2 separate regions of the Canis lupus genome follow, and region 2 is linked to region 1. A link is a contact called in public Hi-C data. All regions are on one chromosome and are shown on one strand. The core of a region is the stretch at or near the end of the contact, and the rest is flanking DNA. Distances in the headings are between cores, read along the strand shown.

What was found. Hi-C and Micro-C count contacts between places; a contact is called where the count stands out from the background.
Region 2: a Hi-C map of amygdala shows a contact between it and region 1, with 4 times the contacts expected there. The contact joins the promoter of TRIB1 here to the promoter of WASHC5 in region 1. A contact is called at or near these places in 3 of 9 Hi-C or Micro-C datasets (amygdala and blood).

Annotation. Positions count from the first base shown.
Region 1 is chr13:23,488,349-23,495,310 of UU_Cfam_GSD_1.0, reverse strand. It overlaps WASHC5 (WASH complex subunit 5), which reads left to right and starts at 2,406. Exons shown (of 29, transcript XM_038555500.1): 1 at 2,406-2,542. It overlaps NSMCE2 (E3 SUMO-protein ligase NSE2), which reads right to left and starts at 2,351. Exons shown (of 7, transcript XM_038555505.1): 1 at 2,197-2,351.
Region 2 is chr13:23,752,513-23,759,474 of UU_Cfam_GSD_1.0, reverse strand. It overlaps TRIB1 (tribbles pseudokinase 1), which reads right to left and starts at 3,796. Exons shown (of 3, transcript NM_001313808.1): 1 at 2,747-3,796; 2 at 467-759. The coding sequence starts at 3,106.

The sequences.
Region 1 (6,962 bases), core at 1,157-3,656:
TCCAAAACTGAAAATAAATTTCTGTTCTTTAAGCCACCCGTCTATGCTATTTTTTAATAGCACCTGGAATGGACAAAACACACAACGTATATAAGGAATAATACAATACAGGATAAGTGATGAGTGTCTCCCACATAGTAGCTATCCTTATTATGTGCATGCAAAATTCACATTACTCTAATGAAACTCTACGCTTGCAGAGAGCCGAGGGAAACTTCCTTCTGTAATTCTGGAGTATTTTCAGGAAAAAGATTTGGATTGAGAAGCAAAGAGAATGGATGGAGTAGACACACTCTTCTCTCTCTCTCTCCCGCTAAGAACAGCTAAGTACATAATTCACAGGACAACCCCACCCCCCTAAAGAATCATCTGGCCCAAAATGTCCATCATGAAACCTTGGTTTAAATCAACCTCCTCTTGAAGCCTTCCCTAGTAACAATAATCTCTTTGTTCCCTGTACCTACAGTTTCCAAGAAAGATTAAAGCAAGGTTTCCTGGCAACCCAGGTGGCCCAGCGGTTTAGCACCTGCCTTCAGCCCAGGGCACGATCCTAGAGACCCGGGATCGAGTCTCACATCAGGCTCCTTGCATGGAGCCTGCTTCTCCCTCTGCCTATGTCTCTGCCTCTCTCTGTGTCTCTCATAACTAAATAAAAATCATATATATATATATATATATATATATATATATATATATATATATATTTCCTGAGTTTTTCCCACGCATGTTATTTTCCCTTCCCATACCGAGCCTTGTCTTAGGCCATTCAGGCTGCTGCAACAAAATACCAGATTGGGTAGCTTACAAACAACAGAAATTGATGCCTGGAGTTCTGGAGGCTGGGAAGTCCAAGGTCAAGGTGCCAGCAGGGTCCCATTCCGGTGAAGGCCCTCTACCTCGTTCAGAGCCCCCAAGCCCTCTCACCCTTTGTCATCACAAGGTAGAAGGTGCAAGGGAGGGAGCTCTCAGGAGCCTTTTACAAAGGCACTAATTCCATTCATGAGGGCTCCACCCTCATCACCTAAGCACCTCTCAAAGGCCCCACTTCCTAATACTATATCACAACGGCATTAGGATTTCAACATATGAAGGGGCGGGGGGGGGGGCGCAGAAAAACATAAATATTCAGACCACAGCAAGTCTGATTCACTTCAGGCAGGGTCACTTATCAGCTGACTTGAAAATATTGTTTCCCCCGTCTCCTCTCTCCTTACAGCAGGGTGGTAGACCCAGAGCTAACAATTTATAGACACTCTGCCAAACGTCCTTCAAACCACGGGGCCTATGCAAGTCCAGCCAGAGCTACAGCTCCTTTTTCAAGATGCAAGGGTACGTCTTTCCTTATGAAACCGTCTCTTACCTATACGAGCAATTGCTCGTTCCCTCCCTCATGCTACTACTATGCCCCCTCTCCCTCACACACACACTTCTTCGTAAAACTCATCACAGCTATTTGTTCACCCGGCAGCCACTCCTTCACCCCGGGAGCAGCTTAAACCACAACCCTGACACGTTCTGCTAGCACATAAGACAGCTCCTCGTACGAAAGAGGCGATCAAAGAACGGAGGAGAGTGACGACAGGAACAGCAACCGCCCTTTCTTGGTTTTTTTTCTTTTTTTTTTTTTTTAAGATTCTACTTCTTTATTCATGAGAGACACAGCGAGAGAGGCAGAGACCCAGGCAGAGGGAGAAGCGGGTCCCACGCAGGGGGCCCGACCTGGGACTCGACCCCGGGTCTCCAGGATCACACCCTGGGCTGCAGGCGGCGCTAAACCGCTGGGCCCCCCGGGGATCCCCAGCAACCACCCTTTCGAGGCCCCCCACAGTGCGCCACAAACTGATGCCCTTGGCGCTACTTTCTCAGGACCGCTGATGCTCACAACCAATTATAGAAAAGGAAACTGAGGCCCAGGGAGCTCATTTAGACCTCCCGTCCGAGGCCCTGCTTTTAAAGACAGCTCAAAGCACACGAATCTGCAGCAGGAACCGTGAACTTTTCCCCCACTCGGGTGGGAGGATGGAGAGACGGCGCCTCGGGGAGGGGGCAGCCTGCCCAAGCCTCCGTGCTCGGCGTGCAGTGCCAGGACCACAGCCCGGGCGGACAGACCCCAGCTCAGGGCACCCGCGGGGCGCCCCACGGGGAGGCGACACCTGTCGCCACCCTCGCCCTCGCCACCCCCCGCTTCCGCCTTACCTGGAGGCGCGCCCCGGCTCGGTCTGGCAGCACCCGGACCGCCCACGCCCGGACCCCAACTCCTTCCTCAACTCCCTTCCCCAGTCGCTGAAACCGCGAGCGCGGGCTCGAGCGTCATCAGCCGTCGCCGGCCAGCGGTCACATGACGCCCCGCCCTGCTCCCGCCCCCTCTGGTCATGTGACTGCCACGGGCGCCACAGGCGGAAGCCGGGGTCCCGCCGGCTGGCGATCGGGGGCTGCGGCCGGAGGGGTCGTCGTGCGGGGAGGGGAGGCCGGGCACCCGCGTGCCGACCCCGCCCGCGCTCGCCGGCCCCGCACGTGCGCCCTGGCGCGGCCGGGGTGACAGGTGAGTGAGGGCGGGATGCGCTCTCCGGGGCCCCGGCCCCGCGCAGGGCCGCGCGGGCGGAAGGTGCGGCGTGGACGGGGAGTCGGGCTTGGAGGGCTGAGGGCCTGCCTGGGGCGGCGCTGCAGCCGCAGCTCTCCCACCTCCTCTCGGGGCCGTGGTTCTCCCCGCCGCGGACACTCAGCTGTTGGCCCGCCTCTGACCCCTCCAAGTTTCCAGGAGCCGCGCCGGGCGGGCGGCGTTAATCCTCCCCCTGCTCTCGAGAACACGGGGTGCTCGGCGAGGGCTTTGAGAGTCTGCTAGACCCGGGTTTGAATTCTAGCTCCGCCGTGGGTTCCGAACTTGAGCCAGTCATTGCTCCTCTCTGCACCCAAGTTCCCTCACCTGCGGCACGCCGGTGCCGAAGTTCTTTGCATTTTGGAAAATAGTTCCGAGGGTCCCGACAGGTTTGTGGCGCACGGTTGAAAACATAAATCAAGTCACGGTGCCGGTAATGGAGCCGGATTCCAAGTGCACGGAGTTTCCTCCAACAGAGATACTTGGGGTCGTGACAAGGGAGGGAGAGGTCTTCCTGCTTCTGCGCATAACCAGGAACGCCTCCCGTTTTTCGTTCTCCCGTCTTCCAGGATTTATGAATGGGGCTAGAGAGATCAGGCCCATTTCCGAACTTGCCTGGAAGAGATTTGTCACTTTTATTTTGATCAACAACCATTCTGTTTTGTTCCCGGTCATGGATAGGTGGAGCCCAGTGCTTCCTTCTTTATGGAACCGAGGTTTTATGAAAGGATTAAAAAAAAAAAAAAAGACTTCTTTTGTCCTCTGAGTAGGGCACACAGGTTTGTGTGGTTTGTCCCAGGACAATTTAATTTCCTTCAGAATTCAGTTCTGTACCTGTTGGGTAATTGGTATGATGGTGATGCCATGCTGCGTTCTTGAAACACGTTGTTGTCTTTTGTCTGGGGCTACCTTCCAAACTGAAAACCACAGTTCCATGCCAAAATTCTTAAAAATAAGTTAACAGCTGCTTTTTGGGGTGCCTTGTAAAGGAAGAGTAGGAAATCGAGTGGGATCTCTGGTTTCATTTCATGCCAGATAGTAATACAGCCTATATTGAGAAAACTGGTCTTTATGAGTTTCCTTCGTCTCTAGCACCAAGAGAACCACTAAATGGAAGATTTGATATAGGTTCATCTACAGTGTTTATCTGGGTCTCATTCGTTTTAAATCTCAACTAAGTATTAGCACCTTATGAAACCACCTGATTCTGAGAGCGCTGCAACATGATTAGGCATCTTTAATGTTGGTTTTAGATTCTGTTCTTTAGGGCAAGTTTCTCAACCAACAATGGGTTATCTACCAAATACTCTAACCAAATAATATTTTAAATGTTGCCTACAACGTAAGGATTTAAGGATTAAAATAAGGGGTAAACACACAAAAGTCTTCACTTATGTCATTATTCCAAGCCTAAGCTAACTTGACTCTCTGCGTGCCGGAGCTGAGTGTATCTCTTTTTTGTTTTTTGTTTTGTTTTGTTTTGGGGGGGGGGGCGGGTTTTGGTGGGTGAGGTAAGGAGAAGAAGGCAGGTAATGTTTTGCTTAAGATACTTTCTCCATGGTCCCATTGTCAATCCTATATTGGGATCCAAAATCTGGGAGCAGTTACACCAGTTAAACGTAGCTTGCTCACCTTGCAGTTGTGTCTTGAGTTTCATCCTACTTAGACCTGGATCTTCAGAGGAATTCAGTGACTTGTTGTTGTTGTTTTGTCCATTTGCCATTATTTTCCTCCTCTCCTTGTCTCATTTTCCCAACTAGACCATTTCAGTGCAAAAAAAAATGGAATGAAATTGGGGTGCCTGGCTGGCTCAGACAGTAGAGCATGTGGCTGATAATCTCAGGGTGAGTTTGAGCCCCACACTGGGGGTAGAGTTTCCTTAAAAAAAAAAAAAATGGAATGAGATGATCTGAAATTCAGCCTATTAGAGATCAATGTGGCTTAATGAGTAAACATTATGAGAAAACGAAAAGACTTGTTAATAATTTAATCCTTAATGTGTATTAAAGATCTCCTTATAAAACAAAGTTCTAAACAACTGTAGTGGTTTCTCAGCAATCCCTGCTCTTGGACCAACCCCATCTACTTCCTTTGATCTGTGCTTCTCTCACTTGCTCACTCTGTTCCAGCCACATCAGCCACTTGGCTATTCCTTCACATCTAGCACATTGCTGCTGCCCTGTGGCCTTTGCATTTAATTTAAACACTTCCTGGAATGCCCTCCTCCCAGATCATTACTGATTGTAAAATAACAGACTGCCCCAAAACCTAGTAATTTAAGACAAAAAAAATTTTTTTGGCTAATAGTTTCTGTGGTCAGGAACCTATGATGTAGCTTAGCTAGGTGCCTTTGGCTCAGGGGCTCTTAGGAGGTTGCAGCCTGGCTGTGAATAGAAGTTGTCTTATCTGAAGGCTCAACTGGGGTTGTGTGTAGTTCTATTTTCAAGCTCATTCAAGTGGTTGTTGGCAAGCCTCTCACTCCCTCATCACAGGGTACACTCACAACATGACAGCTTGCTTCCCCCAGAACAAACTAGCTAGGAAGGATGCCCCAGCCAGAAGTCACCATTTTTTGTGATCCAACCTCAGAAGTAATATCTTTTCCATCTGCCTTATTGTGTTCTTTAGGAGTCGGTAAGTCACCCTCAAGGAAAGGGTTCATACACAGGGCATGAACAAGGAGATGGAGGTCACTGGGAACTGTCCTAGGGGCTGCTGACCACACTCAAATACCCTTACTGCTTGCTTCCTTACTTCCTTCTGGTCCCTGCTCAAACATCTTATCACAGAGGCTGTAAAACAACACACACTCCATCTCTTTATCATGCTTTTTCTTCACAGCAATGATCACAGCCTGATACATAATGCATTTATTTATTATCTCTTCCCCACTCCTAGTAGTATGCAGGCTTTATGAGAGCCAGAACTTAGTTTTGTTTGCTGCAATATCCTCAGGTCCTAAAACAGTGCTTGACGCATAATAGGCACTGGGTACATATTTGTTGAATTAATGAATCTATACCAGTAGGATTCTGTAAAGAATCCAAAAGCCAACTAGCAGTAAATAAATCATAAAAATAGCTCATTTTACAAGGATTACAGAGGCAGGAAGTGCCACAGTTGAATCAATGAGTCAATAACATCAACAAGAATTTAGATTCTTGGGACGCCTGGGTGGCTCAGCAATTAAGCGTCTGCCTTCGGCCCAGCGCATGATCCTGGATTCCCGGGATGGAGTCCCACATTGGGCTCCCTGCATGGAGCTTGTTCTCTCTCTGCCTGTGTCTTTGCCTCTCTCTGTGTGTCTCTCATGAATAAACAAAATCTTTTTAAAAAAAGAATTTAGATTTTTTCTAAATTCCTTCCAAACCACAATCTGCAGGTTTTTGGCTTTTTTTCTTTTAGCTTGTCATCTTGTATTTCAGGCAAGATATGTTCATGGGACCACATTCAAAGGCAAGAAGGAGAGGGATAGCCAGAGGAAAGATAGAGAAATTTCTCTTCATATGCTTCTCTCCTTATAGCAAGAGGAAAAACAATATATTTCCTGTGAGGTCTACCATAGACTTCCTCTTTATATCTGATTGGTTGACACTGAGTCACATGTCTAACCTCACTTCAGGGGCCATGGAAAAATAAGGATCCACTTGTTTCCACCTCTGTAGGAAGAAAGGAAGAGGAAGGAGGAAATTCTTGCTGAGGAGTCGACAGCATGCCAGTAAATTAATACGTTTCTAAGTATTTAATCAATTCTAAGAGACGTACAGAAGGAAAAAAGAAAACCTTGAAGGGCTATACAAAGTTTCCAGGTATTAGATAGCTACACTAGGTAGCTTGACATGAGCAAACTCTGAATATATGTGGCAAGGGTTGGGGAATGTTTTGTTAGGGCTACAAAGGAAGCCTTCTGTCAAAAGTCTTCCCACATTCTGTTTTTGTGTGCAGCGACATCCTCATTGTTTCATCGTTCACTATCTGAGTCCCTACAGCTAGATTACATATTTACGAAAAAGTTGGCATTGATGTAAAAATTTTAATGAGCTGACCGCTTATACGATTAGTTCTTCTCATTCAGATATTTGTGTCCTAAAGGGTCTAGTGGGTTGAATTCTTATTTTTGTTGTTCAGTCTTCTTAATGTCATGTTGATAGAACACAGTGCCAGTGCGAAATGCAAATGTTGGGAGGTATACAGGCCTTCATGACGCTGAAAAATAATCCAGGCTTCCATGAAGTTGACCACGATGACCTAGCTAAATGAACAATTAGAGGAGAGAAATATAAGAAAGATGATGAGAAAATTAACACTTCCGAAGATAACGATTTGAAAAAGAGTTGGAAGAAGCTTTTGGGAAAATAAATGCTGC
Region 2 (6,962 bases), core at 2,547-5,046, 260 kb before region 1:
GGGTACAAAGGAGGAGAGCAGAATAGGGCTAATCCAACAGTTTAGCTCTGTCATACTTTTTAGGTACAAAAAAAAAAAAAAAATTAAAAAGCTCCCCGCTTGGTAGAAGCCAGGATTTGAAAACTTCCTTTAGGAGTCAATGCGGTGAGGCCGGACTGACCATCTGTTACCCGAGAAGAACTGACCTTTCTGATAACAATGGGGATAAACTTGATCCTGGAGTGGAAGTGGGGAGGGCATCCTGTCATCATGTGACATCCCACAGAAAGAAGCACCAAGGTGTCCCGGGGCCACATCCACGACAGTGCAGAATAAGCCATCCTTGGCCGTGGCTCCTGGGGAGCGGCCTTTCTAAATACTCATTCTGGGACAACCGAGCCCTTGGCTCTGATGCGAACCAACACTCTGTACCTAACCGCTTAACCTGCCCCGCAAGGCCACAGGAGGAGCTGCGAAGGCTGCTCACCTCTCCTCCGTGGAGAAGACGAATTTCCTAAGTTTCAGGTCCCCGAGCACGATGGCCGACTGATGGCAGTGGGCAACGGCGGAAACAATCTGCTTGAAGAGCCGGGCAGCCTCCTCTTCCCGCAGCCTCTTCCGGCTTCGCACATAGGAGTGCATGTCCCCAAAGTCCTTCTCAAAGAAGACATAGGCCTTGGTTTCCCCAAGGATCACTTCCACAATGCCAGTGATGTTCCTGTGTGACGGCAGCTGGATGTAAGGCCTGATTTTGTCCTGGTAGTGTTTAATAGGAAACACCTGCAGAGAGACGGTGACCCCATTTAGGAAGCTAGAAAAGCAGAGGCTGCCTCCTGAATGCCGGACTGCAGCTCTCGGCCTTCGGCCTTGGGTTGACAGTACGGCTCCCTTCATTTATCTCTGCACCACCACCACCACCCCACACCTTATGCAAGAAGCCTCAGCTGCCTCTAACACCCCAAACCAGCAACATAGAGGGCTCTGGCTAGCAGATGCCCACTGGGTTACTCTACGGATGGTTTAAAAGAGCTGTCTTCTATATATGTCGCCTCCTTTCACGGGGGCTGAGCCCTAAAGCTCGCACCCTATGTGGCCCTTCCTTGTTTGCAGGTGGGGGCTGCTGCAAGTAGCTGCAGGAAGCCCCACCCCCCCACCCCTCCCGGGATCTCCAGGAGCTGAAAATGCATGACCCCCTGCAGACCCAAAGCTCTCACCACAGAGAGCACAGAATGTGGTGACTCTGCAGCCTCCGAGTGGAAGCAGGGGCTGGGGAACATGCAGATCTGTCATTAGTCAGAAGGAACAGATGACTCGCAGAAAGACTGTGACAACAGAGCCTTAAACAACCTGCCTATACAGTCTGACTCAGGTAGAAACGGCCTTGAGTTAAAATTAGCACAGGATATGGGATGTTCTGTATGGTTTTTACATTTGTTTGTTTATCTCCAGCACCACCCCACCCCGAGGTGGGGGGGTGGGGGGCACAGAGCTCCCACCCTCCACCTTCACCAGGGAAATGGGTAGTCTCTCCTCTCAGAAGCTAGCTGGTCTCTTTAAGGGCCTTTTGTTTAGTCCGGTTACTCATATCCTAGACTCAACTGGAAACGGTGACACATGGGCTGTCACCATCTGGATTCAGCTATTATCTGCTCAGAGGAACTGGAAGGGGTTGCACAATGGCCAGACCCACCCCACCTCTGAGGCCTGGCTGCCCCGGCCCCGGCTAGATGAATCTCTGAGCCGCTCCGCCCCCCCCCCCCCCCCCCCCACCCCCCATCTTCCCCAAACCGCTCTGAGCCCCGGCGCCCCAGCGCCCGGGAAGAAAGGATTCCCCCTCCCCGTGCACCGGGCTGGAGCCCGCCTTGGAAATTTCATTCCCGTCGGACAGTAGGTGGCAGCAGCGAGCCTAGGGAGGGGGAGGCGGGTGGAGTTCAGGTGAGTTGCGGAAAACCCGAGAGCCACTTTAACGGAGGGGTGACCCCGTCTCTCGCTTGAAAAGGAGCAGCCCCGAGGCTCGTGGGGGACGTCGGGGCCGGGGGTGCACGCGGAGGATCCTGCTCCTAGGAGCCCTATCTGCCCCGGAACGGAATCTCTCATGTTCAAAAGAAAAACCGCGGGCCGGAAAAGAGAGAGCTGGGCGGCAGCGAGGGTTCCTAGCCGGTGTGGGCTTCCCAACATTTCTGCGCCGGGCGAAGGCCCCGGGCCGCCGGGGAGCCCACCTCAGACCGCTCCCTGCGGAGGACGGGGTTCTCCTCCCGGCGCGGGCTGGGGCCGGGATCCCCAAGACCCGAGCCCGGCACGGTCTTCCCACCTGCCCCCCGCCCCCCTCACCACCCACAGCCCGGCCCAGGTGCCTCGCAGCCCCGGCAACAGCTGCCGGCTGCTCCGAGCTCCGCGGAGGACACCCACTGCAGGGCGTCCTTCCAGGACGGGGGGCGGGGGAAGCCGGGGGAACGAGAGCAGGGGAATGGCTGGGCCCTGGGATCCATGTCAATCCCACAACTTATTTGGGACGCCGGGCGCTACGCCGGGCGCTAAGGGCAGGTCACGGAGGCACGGCCTCTGAGCACCCACCGCGCCTCCTCTTGCCCGCCGAGCCCCCGCCGCGCCTCTCCAGCCGAAATCCCCCAAGGGGCGGACGAAGCTGGCCCAGAGCCCGCTGCCACGCTCAAGTCGCCGCAGGTGGCCCCGGAGGCCCCCGGCGCCGGCGGGCGAGACCCCGAGCACCTGGGCGGGCCCCCGCGCCCCCGCCCCCCCGGGCGCCTACCTTGCAGCGCAGCTCGCGGCCGGTGTGGATGCACAGCGCCCGGGACACATGCTCGCGCTCCGCCAGCGGCAGCAGCAGGTAGTCGGCGATGCGGCTGGGCCCCGGCGCGCTCCCGCAGCCGCCGCCGGCTCCCGGAACGGCGGGCGGCGGCTGCGGGCTGCAGGGCGAGCCGGGGGGGCTGAGGTAGTCCGGGGGGCTCGAGCACTCGGAGAGGCGCGGGCACTTGGCCGCCACGGCCGCCGCGTCGTCCGCGTCCAGCAGGCGTTTGGCCGGGGCGCCCCGGGCGGCCGGGAGCAGCAGGGCCGGGCCGCGGGGCTGCGAGGCGCCGCTCATGGCCGAGCGCACGGGACCGACCCGCATCCCGTCCCGGGCCGGGCCGGGCTCGGCGCGGGCGCCGCGACCTCCTCCAGCCGGCGGGGTGGGCTTTGCGGACGGAGCTCGGCTCGGCCCCCCGGGGCAGGCAGCAGCGGCTCCCGGGAGCTGGCGCTGCACGCGGGAAGCACGCCGGCCGCGCGTCCGGGGGCGGGAGGCAGAGGCCGGCTGCGGTCCCGGGACCTCGGCGGGCGGCGGCTCGGGGCGCCTGGCCGGGGGCGGCCGCCGCTATTGTTGCCGAGGCCGCCGACAGTCCCGGAGGCGGAGGCGGCGGCGGCGGCGGCGGCGGCGGCGGCGGCGGCGCCGGGTGTTGCGGACGTCCCGAGCCGCGAGGGCAGGATTCCGCAGGCTCGGCGGAGCCGCGGGGCCGATGCCCTTCCCGAGCGCGGGGTCCCGGAGAGGAAGCCCGAGCAACTTTCCCGCGGCGCTCGGGGTCCTGCGCGCCCCGGGGCTCCCGGCGTGCGAGTGAGCGAGCGGCTGAGCGTGAGTGAGCGAGCGAGTGTGTGCGCCGCAGCGATCCCGGCCAGTGCACTCCTCCTTCTCCTTTTCCTCCACCTCCTCCGCCTCTCGGTGACTCACGCTGTATACACACACACACTCACAGGCCGGGCCGTGTAAACAGTTGGAAGCCGGGTTGAGCAATGAGGTGGCTGCGACGACTCGGGCCCCGCCGCCCGGCGAGCAGTCACCGACGCGGAGGGAGGAGGCGGGGGCCGGGGGGCGGGGAGAGGAGGCGGGGCCGCGGCGGCGGGGGCACCGGGGGCGGCCGGGAGGCCGGGGATGCTCGGGGTTGCGCGCGCTCCGGCGCAGGTGGTGCGCCGGGCTGGGACGGGCTGGGACGCAGGCTGGGACGGGCTGGGACGGGCTGGACGCAGGTGGGACGCAGGTGGGCGCAGGTGGTGCGCCGGGCTGGGACGGGCTGGGACGGGCTGGGACGGGCCGGAGGCGGCGCGCGCCCTCCCGCAGGCCGGCGGCGCGGCTCCCCCAGCCGGGAGGGGGCGGAGGAAGAGTTCCCGTGACGTCAGGGTCCGGGGAAGCGGGCGGGGGCGGGGGCGGGGGCGGGGCCGCGCGGGGAGAGGCGGCCGCCGATTGGTGCGCGCTCCCCATTCACCCCGAGCACAATGGGCTGCGGGCGCGCGCCACGGGGCTCGGCGGGGCGCGGGCTGCGGCGGGACGGTCGCGCCGGCCGCCCCGGGGATCCCTCCACCGCCCCGCGCCTGGAGACCTCCGGCTGCGGCCGTGGGCGCCTCCCGGGCCCGGCTGCAGCCGGAGGAAGGGAGGGTAGGGACGGTGATGGATTCCAGAATCAGTCATTCACCCCCACGCGGTAGTTCCGGGGAAGACCTGTGCGTGGTAGTGGATGTGGCTTTTTTTTTTTTTTCCCCCTTTTCCTTCCCCCTCCCGGCTCTAATCCCCAGCGTCTGTTCGCTTCCACAAATAGAACCTTCTGTTGGATGAAATAAAAGCAAACACGGGGCCTTCTGCGCTGCCTCCACCTCCACGCCCCTCCCGCGCCTGCCGCCCTCCCGGATTGCACGGAAATAGCTTCTCCAGGCTCCCCGGCCGCCCCTTCGCGGTGACTCGCAGAAAGAGCTTCCTGAGCCCGGGGCCGGTGGGAAACAAAGGATGTGGGGAGCTGGCGGAAGGGGCCCACGTGGCTGCCGCCGGATTGCTGCCCCCTCCCCGGCCTCCGCACGCGCGGCAGGGTCTGGGGCCCCGGGGCCAGCCCCGGCTCCGTGGGGGGCGGGCAGGGGAGTAGAGTCACCCCTGGCCAGCGCCTGTGATGCTGCCTACACCCGGGCGCCCCTGCCAGCTTGTGTGCCTACATTCGTGCAACGTGATTTGGGTGAGCACGAAATGTGTGCCAGACCCTGCAGCGGAAAACCTCCCCTGGGAAAGGAACTTAAAAATCTGTCCTTTTTCTTGAGAGAGCTGGGTCAGTTTGAAGTCTCGGGACACCCAACGTAGGTAACTATTGCAGAGAGCCTCTTCCCCTCCTGCTAAACACTGAATTTTCTAAAACGAGGGTGAGCCCCAAGGATAAGTCCTCTTACGTCTTCAGTCTCCATGTATTCCACAAACACTAATTATGCATCTATTGAAGGCCAGATGCTGGGGATTAGAAGATGAAAATGTGAATAATAATTGCTAACATTAATTGAGGACTATGACGTGTCAGGCACTGTTCTCAGCTCTTTACACATAATACTTTGCTTTGGTTTTACAACCAGCCTGTGGGGTTTTTTTGTTTTGTTTTGTTTTTTGTTTTTGCCCCATTTCATGGAAGAAGACTTCAGAGATGTACGTTCCTTGCTGGAGTCCAATAGCTAGTGAGTAGTGGAGCTTTCGGGCTCTTAAGCGCTCTTGGGGACTCAAGGGAGAGATTAGAGTCTGGGAGAAAAGAGGGCTAGGGAGGAGTGCCAGCTAGAAGGCAGCATTTGTCCTGGGGGATGTGTGGGATTGTGAGATCTTTGCTGGGGGGAGTTGGGGGAGGGGGGATGAATGGTGGGTAGCAGGGGAAGCAAGGTTGGCTCAGGCCAAAGGGCTTGCAAGGTTGGTGGGAGCTGAGCCTGCAGAAGTCGTGAAGGACTCCATTGGCATGCGGGAAGGTTGCACTCGGTCCTGTGGCCAGGCCAGAGCCTACCTTAGGTTTGCCTGCTTTCGGGGTATTCTGTGCCAGTATTTAAGATCCACTGAGCTGCCAGCTGGACATCTGCACTCAGATGGCAAACCCAACATGAGCCATCAGCACCTCCATCCCCGGGGTACACTCCCCTCACTGTCTTCCGAGACAAAGGCACCACCACCACCCACCCCACCCGCCCTCCCGGGCACTCCTTTCCCCTTGAATCTGCCCTTTTCCCATTCCCCACAGCCAGTCTCTGGGGCCATCCTAGACCTCTCAGAGCCATTCCCCCATCCTCTCTGCCCGGCTCTCTGGGGCTGCCCCTGGTAAACTGTTTCCCATGCTCTCTTGCCCACTGGCTTCCAGCCTAGTTTCCCAGTGGAAGGCCCTAGAGGGAGATGGGAAGGTGGGGAGTTGAGACTGCTTCCCTTTCTCCTTGCTTGGGGCACTGGGGCTGGGGCTCTTCTGCGGCTCCAGCCCCAACTATTGGGACGCTGTGAGGCCAGATTCCCCCTTCTGGACCCAAGGATTTATTCCTCCAGTTGCCAGGATTGCATTTTGGGAGCCCTTTTTGAAAATTGCCTTGACCGAGAAGAGCTGCCCAGTCTGAGGTCACACTCCCTTCCCAGGAGGTCTGTATCCAGCGGCAGGTGATCATCCGGTGGCTGGATGATAACGGGTCCAGCTTCCCTGTCCCAGAGCCCTCACCCCTCCTTGGAATTTGAAGGACATCTCAGCTTCAGACCTCCCATCTAGGCACACCTAAGGCCATTTTTTTTTTTTTTAAATTCATGAGAGACACAGATAGGCGGAAACACAGGCAGAAGGAGAAGCAGGCTCCATGCAGGGAGCCCAACGTGGGACTTGAGCCCAGGACTCCAGGATCACGCCTTGGGCCAAAGGCGTCCCACCTGATGTCGTCCTTGAGACTGCACTGCACTCAGCCCAGCTCTTCCCCCTGCCCAATCCTCTTCATTCCCCTCCCTTCCAGAGCATTCCCTGATAAGCCCCCCTGCAGGCTAGTCTCCATCTCTGACTCTGCTTCTTCAGGAACCTTGGCACCCCTCCCTCTTCACAATCCCGGTTTACTATAGGGACTCTGGCTCCTGGGATCAAAGGACACCATTTTCGTCCCTCCAGCCCTTGGCGGTGGGGAGGGGGGTGAGGGGGGGCAGTTCCTGAGGTTGCTAATCTCTGGGTTGCCTCCCCACCCCCCCC